3 separate regions of the Mus musculus genome follow, and regions 2 and 3 are each linked to region 1. A link is a contact called in public Hi-C and promoter capture Hi-C data. All regions are on one chromosome and are shown on one strand. Each heading gives the region's core, a stretch centred on a gene start, on an enhancer-like site or on the middle of the called end of the contact. The rest is flanking DNA. Distances are from core to core; before and after follow the strand shown. Region 1 holds the start of Kctd5 (potassium channel tetramerisation domain containing 5). Region 2 overlaps Abca17 (ATP-binding cassette, sub-family A (ABC1), member 17). Region 3 holds the start of Tedc2 (tubulin epsilon and delta complex 2).

Evidence for each region. Promoter capture Hi-C pulls out the DNA fragments that hold promoters and counts their contacts. Hi-C and Micro-C count contacts between places; a contact is called where the count stands out from the background.
Region 2: a promoter capture Hi-C map of hematopoietic stem and progenitor cells shows a contact between it and region 1, with 2.3 times the contacts expected there. The contact joins the enhancer-like site here to the promoter of Kctd5 in region 1. A contact is called at or near these places in 5 of 39 promoter capture datasets (the HPC-7 cell line, cranial neural crest, embryonic stem cells and 2 more) and 2 of 9 other capture datasets (adipose tissue and liver).
Region 3: a contact with region 1 is called in a Hi-C map of LSK cells, with 2.3 times the contacts expected there. The contact joins the promoter of Tedc2 here to the promoter of Kctd5 in region 1. A contact is called at or near these places in 8 of 39 promoter capture datasets (the C10 cell line, the HPC-7 cell line, cranial neural crest and 5 more), 2 of 484 Hi-C or Micro-C datasets (LSK cells and regulatory T cells), 5 of 115 datasets of contacts at active chromatin or transcription factors (embryonic stem cells, extraembryonic endoderm stem cells, microglia and 1 more) and 3 of 9 other capture datasets (adipose tissue, liver and pancreatic islet).

The regions. Positions count from the first base shown.
Region 1 is chr17:24,071,696-24,075,235 of GRCm38.p6, forward strand. It overlaps Kctd5 (potassium channel tetramerisation domain containing 5), which reads right to left and starts at 1,790. Exons shown (of 6, transcript NM_027008.2): 1 at 1,482-1,790. The coding sequence starts at 1,733. Pdpk1 (3-phosphoinositide dependent protein kinase 1) reads right to left here. Exons shown (of 14, transcript NM_011062.4): 14 at 1,985-3,540.
Region 2 is chr17:24,284,061-24,287,600 of GRCm38.p6, forward strand. It overlaps Abca17 (ATP-binding cassette, sub-family A (ABC1), member 17), which reads right to left. Exons shown (of 31, transcript NM_001031621.3): 23 at 1,556-1,714. Among named protein-coding and RNA genes, the nearest start is that of Ccnf, 34 kb to the left of the region's middle. Within about 2 kb of position 1,816, at least 22 of the 459 cell types and tissues checked have an H3K27ac peak or open chromatin away from gene starts, as enhancers often do. A contact at or near this core is called in the HPC-7 cell line and hematopoietic stem and progenitor cells, where this site is marked.
Region 3 is chr17:24,219,216-24,222,755 of GRCm38.p6, forward strand. Tedc2 (tubulin epsilon and delta complex 2) reads right to left here and starts at 1,636. Exons shown (of 10, transcript NM_028056.2): 1 at 1,476-1,636; 2 at 1,302-1,400; 3 at 1,037-1,095; 4 at 516-918. The coding sequence starts at 1,525.

The DNA of each region.
Region 1 (3,540 bases), core at 540-3,039:
TGGCAGCAGGTGCCATCTCATCAGCACAATAAAGATAATTTATAAAGTAATCTTAAAAGATAGTAAAATGAAGAGATATATTTGACTTTAACTATGCTGAAGTCAAACAGCCCTATATACCTTGTTCCAGTGCTAAGTAAGCAAAAAGACACCAGAAGCCAAGGGCCAAGGCTGACTTAAAATCTGACTTAATACACAAGACAGGGATGCTTGGGTAGAAAAACAAGAATGACTATAAATGCCTACTGTTTGAAAAACCAATCGTAAAGTACACACCCTCACTATAAAAAGGAAACAGCACTGACAAAAGCCTATTTCTATCTGTCAGACTTCTGCCATTTTCTAGAAGGCAATCCTCTAAGAGTGAAGAGATTTGGTCAACTCAGTAATGGTAACAGCTGGGAGGAAGGATATGAAGAACTACCATAGTAGTATCTCAAACTCTAACTTCTTGATTATTTTGCAGTAACTCAAGAGTTCATTTCCTGGTCATAATGCCAGGCCTCCCTCACTGAGAAGGTGCTCTGTTAGGCCGTTTAAAGTGCAATGGGCTCGATCTTTCTGGAAAACCTCCTGAGTAGTCACTTTCAGGCTGGCAAGGCACAAAATCAAGCACCATCATGTAGGCTGAACCAGAAAACTCAGTTAGTACAAGGCTAATAAACTGCCTAGGGGGAAAGGGGAGTGAACGATTTGTTCCTAAGTTTCAATCCTGCACAATACTAATTTTTCAGTATGCAGTACGACACACAACTTTTGTAATGATAATAATTGAAATACTTTCTATTACCACAGGTATTAACAGTATTAGCGTTTAATTAAATTAAAGATAGACAAACCACAAACTAAGCTGGAAATCCCTACCCTTTTCAAAGGCGGTGGGGAAATGAAGTCTGAAAAGGAGATGGAAAAAGATTCTCTACCTGGTCTCTTTCACAACCCTAAGATTTTTTGACACCTGGCCCCGAACATGAATTCAATACAAATAATTCATTTATTAGAATTAAACTGACACCTTTGAACATTTCTACTCAGGTGGTACCTTCTAAGAGATGCCGTGCCTGTCCTTATGAATGAGAAGGATAAAGCACAAACTCTGCAAATCACTGGAAAAAGGGTAGTCACTGTGTCAACCCCCATGGCCTACGTTAATTTAGACGTCTGGAATGTGAAAAGACCAGATGAATGCAAAGGGTTCTCAGGTTCCAAAGCCAGCAAATAGTTGGGCGGTGGTGGTCACACACCCTGGGCAAAAGAATCTGGGGAGAAGAAAGTAGGGCCACAGCAAAGCTTGGGTCCTTCTCGACCGAAGAGCATGAAAGAAGAAAGAGGCACTGTTAAACCAAAGGGCCGAGGCAGGTGGGTACCAGAGTGCCATCCTCCCTCCGGCCCGCTCCGCCGGGCGCCCTCATTGTGAAGAGGTGTGTGTCGCGAGTGGCGACTAGGGCGGCCAGACCCCTGCTGACCCGCGAGGCCCTCACCTTGTCCGAATCTAGGTCGGGGTCCGCCTGGCACAAGCGGTACAGGAAAGACTTCGGGTCCCGGCACAGCGTCTGCCGGGTGGTGAGGAAGTAGGTGCCGCCGACGTTGAGCCGGACCCACTTGGACACGCCACCGGGGCGCTGAGCCAGGGCGCCCATCCCAGCGCTGCAGCGGCGGCACAGGCCGCCCCCCAGCCCCGCCCCGAGGCCGCTCGGAGCCGGCGGCAGCAGCTCGCAGTGATTCTCCGCCATGATCCTAACAAGCCCCGCCACAGCGGCCCTTCGCCGGAAGCGTCCGTTCTTTAATACAGCCCCCCTGAGTTGTCCCGCCCATAGGTACGCCCCAATAAAGTGCCCGCCCAGGGCTCATGTGCAAGGCGGAAGTTCCGGCTCGAAAAGCAGGCCGGAGATTACCACTTCCGGCCGGAGCAAGTCTCGGGTTCTCACGAGCATCCTCGGCTCAAGCTCCGCCCCTACTCAAAGAGGCTCCATGGCAAACAAAGTGTACACTCTACATGCTTTTATTACAAGACTACCGAGCATACGAGGGAAATCCATCATCCGGTAATTACATCTAAAGCACAGATATTTGAAAAAAACAAAAAAAAGAAAAGTTGTTTCATTAAATTATATGATTAAACCATGACCAAATAGAAAATTTATATAATAAAGCCAGGAAAAAAGTTGTAAAATATAGTTTACAATAATTATTCACACTCAAGGCTGTACATCAATACATACAACAACGTGGCCCCAAACATGAATTCAATCCAAATAATTCATATATTAGAATTTAAATAACACAGACTGAACTAGAGGCCGACAATAGCCAGCAAATAACCTTATATAAGAATAAAAATACAAAAGTGTATATCCCAGTATCATTGCATTATCTGTTTTCATAAGTATTTTTAATTTTTCCTTTGCCTGTACATCACAGTTACAGCTACAGAACAGGTAGAGAATATTACACATGTTCTAACTGACTGCCACCAACCTGAATGACAGCAATTCATCCTACTGTACGTGGCTAATGGACCAGCCGCAGCAGCTCTAAATACTGTAACAGTTTTTAATTTGCACATGTCCAATCACACTATGGTCGTGGCTTTAACCTGCACAATGACCTACTTGTAGTCATTAACCCAGATGATTAAACTAGGGTGGACTACATGGGGAGGGAAAATTTTGCTATTTGTAAAAACTTTTGTTCAGTTTGGATTCTTCATATGGAAGAAATGAGTTACAGGGAATTTTCAGGTATTCATATTGGTTAATTCATTTGCTTACTGCTGCAAAAGTGCTTTTGACAGAAACAGCTTCCCTCACATTGCAGGCCATTTTTCCACATTCTGACTTATAACCCTGAAGTGTTAGGCCAGAAGCTAGGTATCTTCAGAGGTTCTGAGAGTGGTTCCAGCCCTGTTCAATGTCAGGGCCCTTGTCTTACCTTCTACCCACGAGGTGCTACACCCACTGGCATCAGCACCAGTTTATGTTGGGTTTTGCATTAAAACAAATAGAAACGTGTATAGGAGTATCTTCACCATATTCAGAGTTGCTGTGGCCTCCCAAGTCTCAGATGAACACCCCAGGTCTATAGAACAATGGGGAGAAGCCTTGAGGCAGAGGAGGGCAGGAAACTGATTTCTACACATCTCCAGCCCTAAGCTCTGACAGTCAAGTAACACAGAAAATCTCTGCTGCATGTTTCCAAATTGAACCAGCAGGCCCCACCCAACACAGATAAAGCTACTATCTGATTTGGGTGGGCACTACAGTTCCGTGCAGCACTGCAGCGCACAAGAAGGTTTACATAAGCATCAGTGGGGATACCCATCCTTGGCAATGACAAAGCCTAGCCACTGTGCTGTCCTGAACCAAGACCTGAGGTGTGGAGCAAGAACACTCACAGCTGTACTTTTAGTAAAACTCAATCATCTGTGTGGTTTCTTTTCCAAGAAGAGCTTTGCTATTCTGCTTTGCTACTGATTCCCAAATGGCCCAAATGCATTTCTGAGTCTATAAACTTAATTATGAATTATCCATTAGGCATGTA
Region 2 (3,540 bases), core at 566-3,065, 210 kb after region 1:
ATTTATATGACATCTATCTAAATCACAAAATGCTTCCATGTTTGATTGTCCTTTCAACTGTCAGCCCCCTTGCAACTGAACTGGCCCCTCATGTAGAAACATTCCAGGAGACTTGCAGGTTAGTTCAGTGGCAAAGGACTCGTTTAGCATGCAGGAGACCCTAAGGGTTTCATCAAGCACCGTGACATCATATCGAACAAAATCTGATCTGTCTTAAATGCTGTAAAGATTTGTATTTAGAAATTATACAATAAAATTATGTTCATGGAGGAAACAGAAGAGAATGGTGTAGTTATCTTTTCCATTTCCTTAAACATGGCTTAGCTTTGTGCATAGTTCTTTCATATCATTTTTAGTTTATTTATTTTATGTATATGAGTACCCTGTAGCTATATAGATGGTTGTGAGACTTCATGTGGTTGTTGGGAATTGAATTTTTTTTTAGGACCTCTGCTCGATCTGGTTGGCCCGGCTCACTCCCATCAATTCCGCTTGTTCAGTCCCTGCTTGCTCTGAACCAAAGATTTATTTATTATTATACATAAGTACATTGTAGCTGTCTTCAGACACGCCAAAAGAGGGCATCAGATCTCTTTGTGGGTGATTGTGAGCCACCATGTGGTTGCTGGGATTTGAACTCAGGACCTTTGAAAGAGCAGTCAGTGCTCTTACCCACTGAGCCAGCTCACCAGCCCTTGTCGTTGTTCTCAAATGTGTTATAACTACTATGTACATAGCATTTACAGTGTATTAAGTGTTTTAAGAAATCTAGACATAATTTAAAGTATGGATGAGAAGACTATGGTGTAGCTCAGTGGTAGAACAGTTGCATAAAATGCACAAGGCTCTGTATTAGATCCTGAGTCTCACACACACACACACACACACACACACACACACACACACACACACACACAGAGACAGAGAGATGGAGAGAGACAGAGAGACACACAGAGAGAATGTGCAGCTATGCATAGCTTTCATGCACTTGCCATGCCTTTTCACAGGAAAGGGCGAATGCTGCAATGAACTGTAGGTTGGATGGTGGCACATGCCTACAATAGGTAAATCTTTCCAAGTCCAAAGCTTGCCTGGTTTAAATAGTGAGTTCATGAACAGCCAGGGATACATAGTGAGACTTTAAGCCAAGTGGTTGTGGCACAATCCATTAATCCCAGCACTCGGGGAGGCAGAGACAGGGGTTGGGTGTGTGTGTGTGTGTGTGTGTGTGTGTGTGTGTGTGTGTGTGTGTGTGGTGGTGGTGGTGGTGGTGGTGGTGGTGGTGGTGGTGGTGTTAATCTCTGAGTTCTAGTCCAGCCTGGTCTACAAAACTAGTTCCAGGACAGCCGGGGCTACACAGAGAAACCCTGTCTCAAAAAAAAAACAAAAAAAAACAAACAAACAAAAAAAACAAACCCAAAAAACACCAAAAAACCAACCAACCAACCAAACAAAAAAACCATAGGGAGAAAAGAAAAAGAAAGAAAGGCCAAATCGTATTACACAAACCATATAAGGATAAAAATGTTCTCAGCAAATTTCACTCTTTACTCACAAACATCATTGCAGTCAATATCACTCAAGTTCTTAGCACTGCAAAACTTTTTCAGCTCAAAGTTATAGTACAAGTTGGACAAGGCCATTCCCAGGCAATGTCCAGGAAGAATTAGGAAAATATGATCCAAGGAGTCTGAGAGTTCCGTGTAGCCAAGATCTGCAATGAGAACAGAAAGCACCAATTTTACTAGCATAAGGGAAAGTGACCAGTCATCTCTCTCCTCAGTCACTTCTGGAGTCCGGACGTCACACTCTCAGGCCTCCAGACCACACTGTGGGTTCCTGACTCCTGGTGTTGACTCTCCCCACCTCTGTTCATTTAACTCTATGTTTCTTTGTTTAGTTCCTTAGATCTGCCACTTCCTTTATCCAGAGAGCACACTGTATCTGAGAAAGTCAGAGGCAGCATGGCTCCAGCAGGAAGTGCCCAGGGGTGTGGGCTGGAGGTGAGCAGACCCAGGCAGAACAGGGATGGGAGCCAGCTCTGGACTCCCTGGGGTGTTTTACCTTCCCCTGTCCTGAAGATTGAGCCTAGGGACTCGCACATGCTAGGCGAGCATTCCACCATATCCCTGGCTCCAGAGCGTCATCCTGAAGTCAGACAAGGAGTATAAGGTCCCTTCCTCCATGGTTTGTGGAGACTTAAACTGTCATAAAGGGTCCCTTAGGAGAGAGGACAACTCCCCACATCAGAGAAAAGGGACATTGTAAATCAAATTTTAAATGAAAGTAAGGAAGATGGCTGGGGAGATGGCTCAGTGGTTAAGAACACTGGTTGCTCTCCAGAGGACCTGGGTTCAAGTCTCAGCAACCACATGGTGGCTCACTGCAGTCTAATTCCGGTTCCAGGGAACCTGACACCCCTTTACCCCTTTCTGGCCTCGGTGGCTACCAGGCATGTAAGTGATGTGCATCAGATATTCATGCAAACACTTATACACAAAGCAATGTTTCTTAATCTTATGTATATGAATGTTTTGCCTGTATGCTGTCTGTTGTATGTTTGTACATCCTGGAGGCTAGAAGAGGGCATTCGATCCCCTGGGATGGGAGTCACAGACATCCGTGAGCTGTTGGGTGCTGGGAATAAAACTGGGTCCTCTTGAAGAGCAGCCAGTGAGTGGTCTTAACTCCTGACCCAGCTCACCAAGCCCCGCCTTCAAAATAAAAATTACTTTTAAAAATAAAGAAGAATGTGGAAGGGAAGGAAAATCCATCTGAAGGGGTTGTGAAATGTAAATCCAAAAGAAAAAGAGCATTGTGGGGCCAGGACATGCCCGGCAGTGAGGAGCCTTCTGCTCTTATGGAGGACTGGAGTTTAGTTCCCAGCAACCATGCCATGTCGCTCACAAACCACTGGTCCCCACAGCTCCTGGGGATCTGATAACCTCTTCAGTCCTCCATGTGAAACTCCACATATGTGCACAGACACACAGGAAAACACAGAGACGTACAGACAGTCATATAATAAATCCTAATAAAAAGTGGAGGTAAAAAAAAGAAAAAAAAGAAAAAAAGAAAAAAAAAAGTGGAGGTAACATTTAGGCTCTTTTGTCCCACCCTGACCCATTTGTGGTAGCATAAACAGAAGCTGTCAGTTTCAAGTATGTGTTGTAAATAATGGCTGGATCTTAGTTTCTTTTACAAGAGCTCTTCCTCCCATGTTGACTAATTCATTTACATATTCACTTTTTTTTTTAAAGTAAGGAACATTACATTTTAGTGAAATGCATGGATCACAGGTGGACAGTGATTCGTAAGTATGTAAATCCACATAAACTAGTGTCCGGTCCAAGATCAGGAACATCCTTTACCCCCCAAAGCTCTCCGGTGTGTTATTTCTATCGGCCCTTTGCCCCAGGCCCAGAGGTAACCCTTTTTCTGAGTCCATTTCCGAGATTCATTTTGTCTGTTCATAGACTTCACACAGGTGAAGCATCCATCTGCAGAGTGAGTGTGACTGAGTTGTTTGTCCACCCTGTG
Region 3 (3,540 bases), core at 386-2,885, 150 kb after region 1:
AGAGAAGCCAATGCTAAGAGCAGTCTCCTCACATTCTAGGGCTGTCATTCTTTTTGTTATTGTTGTTTTGTTTTGCTTTTTTTCTGAGACAGGGTTTCTCTGTGTAGCCCTGGCTGTCCTGAAACTCACTCTGTAGACCAGGCTGGCCCCGAACTCAGAAATCTGCCTGCCTCTGCCTCCCGAGTGCTGGGATTAAAGGCGTGGGCCACCAAGCCCGGCATTAGGACTGTCATTCTTACTCATGGCTCAGAACCCATTGGGGCGAACCTTCTCACCTCCTCTCCTTTAACAGCTTAATTCTGACAAGCTTTTTGAAAACGGCTTCTGGAGGAGGGTGGGTGCTCGCCCAGTCCAGAGAGCTCATGGGCTGGTTAGGCTCCAGAACGACAAACCTGATACCATCCCAACCCTGTTCTGCCCTGTTTGCTTCAGTGCATGACCCTTACGGGTCGGCACCAGGGGCTTCCTCAACCAGCTCAATGCCCTGTCAGGATACGAGCGTCTGGGAAGCTTACCCCTTCTCCTTTAATGCGAAGAGTTCTGTGGTGTGATGAGCAGATGACGGGGTCATTTGTTGGTCCCTGAGGTCTGGTCCATACCCAGTAGTTTGGTCTTGTGTTCTTACATGGGTCTTATCACCCTTTGATCGTAGTCTGTGCTCAGGGTAATCCTTGGGAGGGGCTGTGGCCCGCTGTATACCCTTGGTGGATCTTGTACCCAATACACGGCTGCCACCCCGGCTGGGAGCCCGAGGATGGGAGGCGGCAGCGGCACCAGAAGTGGCTGCCTTAGATGTCAGAGTGGGGGTTCTGTCTCTTTGTCCAGCATTGGACACGCCTTTCCTCACACGTACAGCCTTCTCCAGAGCCTGGGTCAAAAGTTCCAGCTCCTCGAGATCTTGAGAACTCGGTGCACATGCTATGAACGTCAAGAACCATGCAAGAATTCCTCCTCACTGTCCCAGGATGGATTCCCCCATGACAGCAAGCCAGAGAAAGGCCAGGGACAGCACCCATAAAAAGCAGCTAACGTTTACCTGGACTTGGGTCCTCTTCTTTGGTTTCTGGAACTGGAGATGGGGTCCTGGCTGGTTCCCTGCAAAGACAGGGCAGCCATGGTATGGTCCAAACATTCTATCCCTAAGCAGATTCCCAGCCTCAGACCCTGGATAAGGGGTAAGGATAGCAATGGCAACCGGAGTCTAAAAGCATGCATTTGTATTTGGCCTTCTAGGCCCTGGGACTCTGCATAATCCTGATGGTCCGAGGAGGGACTGGCCAGGAGGTCCTGGGTCCGCGTACCAGACCTGCAGCAGCCTCCTGGAAACGCGCAGGCTCCGCTCCAACTGCCGCTGCCGATCGGCGCAGGAGTCCAAGGCGCCCTGCAGCTCCGCTACCAGCCTGAGGACAGGTACTATGTGAGCCTCCGAACCTCGCTCCCGTCCGCCCAATTCCCTTCCGTTGCACGAGACCCACCGGTGAGCGCAGTCTGCGGGTAGTAGGTAGTTTCCTTTAACACCAAGCATTTTTGCCGCCGCCAAGGAGTCCCGCGCCTTCCGGGCAGAAGGCCGCCCACTTCCGGGTAGGCTACCCAATCTTGAGCACAGCTTGCAAGTCCAGCTCCAAAACGCGAATCCATCTCAAGCTCCACCCATCATCCCAGACTCCGCCCTAACCCCTCCCACGGGAGGACGCAAAGGCTCTGTTGGAACCTGGACAGTGCCACTGTAGATAAGATAGCTTCTGATTTGGCTAATCAGATAATGCTCTTCTGACAGGGCATCCGTGACCCTCTAAAGTTTGGTTTTTTGTCTTAACCAGGTTTTGCCGAACCTACTTTGAAAGCAGAGATAAGCGGTCTTGCTGACTCCAGGATGACTTAGCAATCAAGCATATGGCCAGAAGACAATGCTAGAACTGGGTCAAGGAACATCTTAGGAATGTCAGGCGCCAGACGTGAACAATGAAGCCCAGGGAATCTGGAGCATGTGGCACTTAGAATAGGTCTGCTAAGCTGCTCTACGTCATGGAAGGTTGTGCAAGAGACAGAGGAGTGTCAGATAGTAGATAGATAGGCGGAGGGGAGGCTGAAGCCCAGAGAATGGCCAGGAGGCCGTAGATAGGACACATGCAAACACAGCAGCTAAGGGTCAGAGCAATGGTCTTTGCCCTCAAAGATCTACCAAGCTAGGCCAGCTTGTCAATACATGGTTAATATTGACTTGTTTGGCATAGATTATCAGTACATTATGTTCTCCATCAAGTCAGTTTGTGCAATCTCATGTAGTCTCAGCTGGCCTTCAATTCACTATGTATCTGATGACCTTGAACTCATGACCTTCCTGTCTCCATTTCAATTATTTTTTACTTTTATCTTTTTTGGTTTTTCGAGACAGGGTTTCTCTGTGTAGCCCTGGATGTCCTGGAACTCACTTTGTAGACCAGGTTAGCCTCCAACTCTGAGATCCACCTGCCTCTGCCTCCCAAGTGCTGGGATTAAAGGTGTGTGCCACCACTGCCCGGCCCAATTATTTCCTAATTAAAAAACTTGTATGTCAACGTACAACTTGCATGCCTAGTGCCCAAGGAGGCCTGAAGAGGGAACTGGATCTTCTGAAATTGGAGTTATAGATGGTTGAGTGGGTTTGTGGATCTGAATTCAGGTCCTCTGGTCAAGCAGCAAATGCTACAAACCAATGAGCTGCCTCTGCAGCCTCCTTCTCCCACCTCTTAGAAGCCTGCCACTAGACACAGCTTTTCCATTTGTTTCTACGGTGAAAAATGTGCTTGGCTGCTGAAAGAAATGAGGACAGGGAACAGTGCTCAGCAGTACTGGTGATATAAATTATTAGTTCTAGAGCCCAAGAAGTAAGGTAACCCTGGTTGTTTCTGTACAAAAAGAGCAAGAAAGTTAGCCCAGTGTCAAGTGGGAAAGGGGCTGAGATCTAGGCAGTTCCACTGTCATATTTGGGATAGAAGATGGGCACCCCTACTTACACTGGGCCTCCAGTAGCCCAGGGAAACTTAAGACCTGTGGAGACTAAGACTTCATAGAAGTCAGAGGGACCCAGGTGTGTGCCTAGAGTAATTGTTTCCTACCGGTGCAGGCTGGAAGTGGGCTGAGATCTTCTTGTGTGTGTGAATCTATATATTTGTATGCCACATGTAGACCTGGTGGCCACAGAGGTGAGATACCTTCCAACTGGAATTTAAGGTGACTCTGAACCATCATGTGGGTGCTAGGAAGCAAACCCAGGTCCTCTCCACAGGTAACAAGTACTCTTACAGGGAGCCATTCGGGAACCATGAACAAGATGGGAGGAAAGGGATAATTACCACTCATGCATTTAATCCTCACGGCATTCCTGTGAGGTAGGCATTACTGTCCCCTCTCATGGGAGGAGGCTGACGCATCCCAGGTTAACACTCAGAGGTGTAGGACAACAACCAAAATGCCTCGGCAGGGTGGTCAGAATGCTGCTAACAGTAGTAAAAAAGAGCTGCCATAGGGATGGAACAGAAAACAGAGAGCTAATGGGTT